Linked DNA regions of Ovis aries: region 1 is linked to region 2. Evidence: chromatin contacts called from public Hi-C data. All regions are on one chromosome and are shown on one strand. The core of a region is the stretch at or near the end of the contact, and the rest is flanking DNA. Distances in the headings are between cores, read along the strand shown. Region 1 has its middle 24 kb from the start of NTN4. Region 2 has its middle 58 kb from the start of TESPA1.

Region 1 (2,807 bases), core at 125-2,624, 210 kb before region 2:
GGTGTTGAATAACAAACAGAATTTTTCTTTAACATGACAATTCTTTTTATTTAGACAACTTAAGGCCATAGTTACAATAGGATACTGAGCTGGTTTTTTTTTTTTTTTTAAATTGTGGTTTTACTCAACAGAGATCATGTCAATGCTATGAAAATTGTAACAGGATTTATTTTTCTCTTATTATGCAATCCTACTGGTGGCTCAGATGGTAAAGAATCTGCCTGCAATGCAGGAGACCCAGGTTTGATCCCTAGGTCAGGAAGATCCCCTGGAGAAGGAAATAGCAACCCACTCCAGTATTCTTGCCTGGAGAATTTCATGGACAGAGAAGCCTGGCTGGTTACAGTCCGTGGGGCCTCAAAAAGTCGGACATGAATGAGTGATTAACACATACACACATGCAACCCTGATACACGTGCAAAGCCTTGGTAAAGTAAACTAAGAATATTTTTTCAAGTCCTAATTTGGTGCAATGACTGTGTATAGACCTAGTGGGTTATAGCATCCCTCGTGAACTTACATGTAGAAAATGGAACCTGCTATAAGAGAACAGAATCTATCTTGGGTTCTAATTATTTGTCCACCGAAAATTTTCACAGCTCGTATAGATCAAAGAGCATATGGCTTGTATCAGAGGTATAAAAGGCTGCATTGCAGCTTTTTATTCGGGCAAGTAAAGAAATATTCAGAGTTCCTTTTCCTTAAAGCAAAAAGCCTGAATTCTGATCCTTCTTTATAATTGTTGATATAAACTTTGTAACTCTAGGGAGAAAAACATATTTTCACAACCAAGTATTTTATCATTTATTCAATAAAATCTGTAAATTTTCAGTCATTGATTTAACTTTTTCTCTCTGGCCTTAGAATTTAGAAACATCTGAACTTTTCTTCATAAACACTATTATACTAAGTATTTAATTGAATGACCAACCTTTTCCTCTGAGAAAATCATCTTATATGAGTCATGGCTTAAATACTGGTATTTCTGGTTCTATAGCCAAAATCTTGTAATAATAATATTTGAGCCTTGTGTCAGTTTCTGGTTCTATGATAAAATACTTTGTTTTTATATGATAGTACCACATACTAAATTTTAGTGTTTATTTTACCATCATTATTGATACTTTAAAAATTATTAGGATGTTTTAAAATTTAGAATTTCTCAGCCTGGGGTGGAGTTAAAAGCTGCTGCGAGGTAGCATCAGACCCAGGTGTTCCTCAAAGGGAGCTCTACTTCCTCGTGCTCCTTGGAAAAGTACTTTCTTTCTGGTTCAATTTATATTGATGCCAAAGTGATTCACATACAGCTGAGACTGTACTGTGAATTCTGAACTTTGAACTTTTCCTGAGCTAGTGACTTGTGGTACAGTTTCTCATGATGCTGGGCAGTGGCAGTGAGCTGCAGCTCCAGTCAGCCACACAAGAATGTGGGTAAACCACTGATACAACTATTCTGTTGTTCACTTTCAGCACAGTATTCAGTAAATTACATGAAATATTCAACACTTTATTATAAACAGGCTTTGTGTTTTAGATGATTTTGCCCAACTGTAGGCTAATGTAAGAGTTCTGAGCACATTTAAGGTAGGCTGGGCTAAACTGTGATGTTCGGTAGGTTAAGAGCATTTTTGATTTATGATGCCTTCGGTTTACAGTGAGGTTACTAGAGTGTAACCACTGTAAGTCAGGGAAGATTTTCATTCAAATTCTTAGTGTTCTACAGTATACTTTGCTTGAAACCTTTATTATTATGAGGCAAATCTACATCACAAATAACACTGAAATATAGGAAAAATTTTAGAAGTTTTCCAACCTCATGTCTAATCACTTGATCTGGCCAAAAGTGGGGTCATCTACCCTCGAAAGGGGTAAACACCTGGTCAGTGTGTGGACTTTGCATAAGGATCCTGGATCAGTCACTCGCAGCAATGTGACCTGAGGCCAATGACCTATCTTCTCCTTGCTTCACTTCCTCATCTGTATAGTAGGGATAACAATTATACTTCTATCACAAGGCTGTTATAAGACCACTTGAGTTAATGGTGAAGTCTTCAGAGTAGAACCTGGAGCATAATTAGTGTTTTGCTAAACAAACAAACAAGAAACCTGTAACAGTAGGTGTTAAATGGCTATCATCCAGAGATGCTATAAAAGAGATTTTTTGCACCTTCAGAAAGATGACATCTAAGCTCCACTCCAGAGCTAAATTCCATTATTGTACTGGCCTTTGTGAACCTTGCTCCTATGACTTGCCTACCCAGTGTATCCAGACATTCCTTATTCACTTTAAACCTTCACTCATGCCTTTGGAGAATGTCTTTCCTGCCTTTCTTTAGCTTATCATGTCCATCAGCTACTGCTGCTTTTCTTCTATTCTTCTTCTTCTCCTTCCTCTTGTGGGCATCCCAGTCTCTAGTGTGTTTTATTGCATTATATTATTCTCTATTTGTTTTGTGTACAATTATTTATATTCCTTGGAGAAGGCAATGGCACCCCACTCCAGTACTCTTGCCTGGAACATCCCATGGACGGAGGAGCCTGGAAGGCTGCAATCCATGGGGCCGCTGAGGGTTGGACAGGACTGAGCGACTTCACTTTCACTTTCCACTTTTCACTTTCATGCATTAGAGAAGAAAATGGCAACCCACTCCAGTTTTCTTGCCTGGAGAATCCCAGGGACGGGGGAGCCTGGTGGGCTGCCGTCTATGGGGTGGCACAGAGCCGGACACGACTGAAGTGACTTAGCAGCAGCAGCATTTATATTCTTAATCAGATTGTAAACCGGTTGAGAACATTCCTACGATTCA
Region 2 (3,007 bases), core at 14-2,513:
AAAATAAATAAGTAAATAAATTTTTAAAAAGTAAATGAGTCTACTGTTTCTACATTTCTCTCATTCTTAAAAGATAACCTTAGTTATGTTTCTTATGTACTTATGTGTGTGTGTGCAAGTTGATTCAGTCATGTCCGACTCTGCGATGCTACGAACTGTAGCCCCCCAGGCTCCTCTGTCCATGGGATTCTCCAGGCAAGAATACTGGATTGCATTTCAATGCCCTCTTCCAGAGAATCTTCCTGACCCAGCAATCAAACCCATGTCTCTTACATCTCCTTCAGTGGCAGGCGGGTTCTTTACCATCAGCGCCATCTGGGAAGCTGCTTATGTACTTACAGATGATCCCAAATGGTTTAAAACACATACATGCTTCTTGAGAGGAAACAGAACCATTTCTAGTACAACATGTATCTAAGAGACTTACATTTCACTCTTCGAAGTGAAGTGAAGTAAAAGCGGCTCAGTCGTGCCTGACTCTTTGTGACCCCATAGACTATATAGTTCATGGAATTCTCTAGGCCAGAATACTGGAGTGAGTAGCCTTTCCCTTCTCCAAGGGGATTTTCCCAACCCAGGGACTGAACCCAGGTCTCCTGCATGGCAGGTGGATTCTTTACCAGCTAAGATACAGTCAAGCACAAGAATTTCACTCTTTATGTAAAGGTAAAGAGTTTTTGGTCACTTTGTTTTCTTCACTACTCTTTTTTTCTTAAGTGGAACAAGGAAAATTCTGTTTCTGTGCTTATTCACAGTTCTCAGCATGTGAATTAGACAACATCTTTGCCCCTCTTAGAAAGTTTTTTTCTAACATAGCAAATTATAATTTTGAAGTCTTTTCTTTATTCAATTGTAGAGGGTTTTTTTTTTTTTTTGAAGAATTATGACTGATGATCCAAAAAACTCAATGATGCCTAGCAAAATTCCATCATCTAATTTCCCAAGGGCTACTAGAGAGCCCTACCCCACCAGCCAGGATACACAAGAACTTTGTTTTAAAGCAGTTCCACATGATTGCCTATTTCTCCCTTGTATTCTCCATGGCTGGGAATTACCTCTTTGAAAAACACAATGCCATGCTGATTGTGCGTTTTTCATTAAAATGTGGCCGGTTACCAGGTTGGTATCTGAGCTCCACATTCAGCTAACCCTTTGACCAAATTCACACCCACATATCTTGGACATTCTTCTGGCCTAAAGCTACACCCAGAGCATCTGTTCTGTGCAAAGGATTCATGAGAAAAAAATGTGTGTGCAGGTCAGGAGCCAGTTTAGTAACTGTACTAAACAGTTGCTTGTACAGTTTAGTAACTGTACAAGCATCCCTTCTGATGCTTGATCAGCCCACAAAATCCTTGAGGCAACTATCAGACATGTGCAGTTTGTGGCTTGTTTAAAAATCTTTTTAAAGTTCTCATCTTAAATAGATGGGAAAGCAGCAAGGAAAAACAGAGAACATTTTCTTTGTTTTAGTTCTTTGACATTTGATAAGCTCTTAGCGTTTCTAATACTAGATTCTTAAAAAAGTCTTTTCCTTAGGAATCTAATAAAAGTTTGGATTTTTCCCCCACAAGTGGAAAGAACAAGGAAAATACTAGTTTAAACCTTAAAAATAAGGAGGAAAAATTTTATATATATTTTCCTTTACCCATAACTCTTTCTCACCCTCATTTCTCTGCATCATCTCTTTAAAAAAAAAGCTTAAAGGTAACCAATTCTAAGAAGTGGAACCCAACATATATTTAAGAAAAATGTATTTTTAAAATATAGATATTGATATGGATATAACTTATTTTTTAAGTTAATGCCATGGAAAAAATGACACTAAAGATGGATGGATATACATTATTTTAAAAATCCCCCAAGTTGGATTGGCATATATATATTACTATATATAAAATAGATAACTAATGAGAAGTGACTGTGGAGCATAAGGAACTCAATGCTCTGTGATGACCTAAATGGGAAGGAAATCCAAGGAGGAGGGGATATATGTATGTATATGTATGTGTAGCTGATTCACTTTGCTGTACAGTAGAAACTAACACAACATCGTAAAGTAGCTATACACCAATCATAAAAAAAAAAAACCTCCCAAGTTACACTATATAAATCCTCAACCAAATTTCCCTCTTGTATATAGAGGTGACTAAAGAAGCCTCACCGAGTTATGCCTGAGGAGATGAGTTTAGGAAATATATAGAGTTACTCTTTTATAAGCAAAGGTATAACATTTCCCTCTAGGGCTCTTTGCCAGGCAATTAAGGAGCCAACACCATCACACATCCTATGGTAGAACCCAGTGAGTTCTTGTGCCCAAAACAATAAAGAGGACCCTCTGTTCTAGCCATCAGATGTTATAGCCATCTCACTGAATGTCCTGTAAGTGATTTCGACTAGTTAGTTGTCCTTCACGGCATTCTGTGTCTGGAATACTATTATTGCCTCTCTTTCTCCCTTCCAGGCTATAAAAAGAGAATTGAGTTTCCTCCTCACTGTGTCACTTGCCACACTTAGGGAGGCAAGAATTTGTCAAAAAATGTGGCAGAGGTTAACAGTAGCGCTTACAGAAACACTGGCGAAACTTCGTAAGAAAGCAGTTTCAACTACAATGGATCCCCAAAGCATTGGCCAAAATCAATAACATAGTGAAAGTAACGCCACTAAAAGGAACTAAAGGAAAAGAGTAAACACTAGTTCCTCAAGTCAACAGAATTCAAGTGTAATTTTGGCTTATTATGTTTGTTATTTCTTTGAAAAGGAAACAAAGGTCTAATAAAATGACACTTGTTATTTTCAATAGTTTTCATTAATTTTGATTGTTTTAATTTAAACTGACACCTTTTAAAGGTTAATGAGTCTGGATGAGAAGTAGAATTATCAAATCTACAAGTTTGCCTTTTTTCAGGTATCCAACCGGAAAACAGAGGCTTTGCTGAACAGTATTATCCCAGAGCGCCCCCTTATGGCTAAATTCACTAAGGAAAGGGCTTCCACAGGAAAAGTC

What was found. Hi-C and Micro-C count contacts between places; a contact is called where the count stands out from the background.
Region 1: a Hi-C map of skin fibroblasts shows a contact between it and region 2, with 3 times the contacts expected there. The contact joins two enhancer-like sites. A contact is called at or near these places in 6 of 16 Hi-C or Micro-C datasets (hypothalamus, liver, mixed tissues and 2 more).

Annotation. Positions count from the first base shown.
Region 1 is chr3:165,738,323-165,741,129 of ARS-UI_Ramb_v3.0, reverse strand. No RefSeq gene overlaps it. Among named protein-coding and RNA genes, the nearest start is that of NTN4, 24 kb to the right of the region's middle. Within about 2 kb of position 1,374, at least 2 of the 54 cell types and tissues checked have an H3K27ac peak or open chromatin away from gene starts, as enhancers often do.
Region 2 is chr3:165,526,572-165,529,578 of ARS-UI_Ramb_v3.0, reverse strand. No RefSeq gene overlaps it. Among named protein-coding and RNA genes, the nearest start is that of TESPA1, 58 kb to the right of the region's middle. Within about 2 kb of position 1,263, at least 2 of the 54 cell types and tissues checked have an H3K27ac peak or open chromatin away from gene starts, as enhancers often do.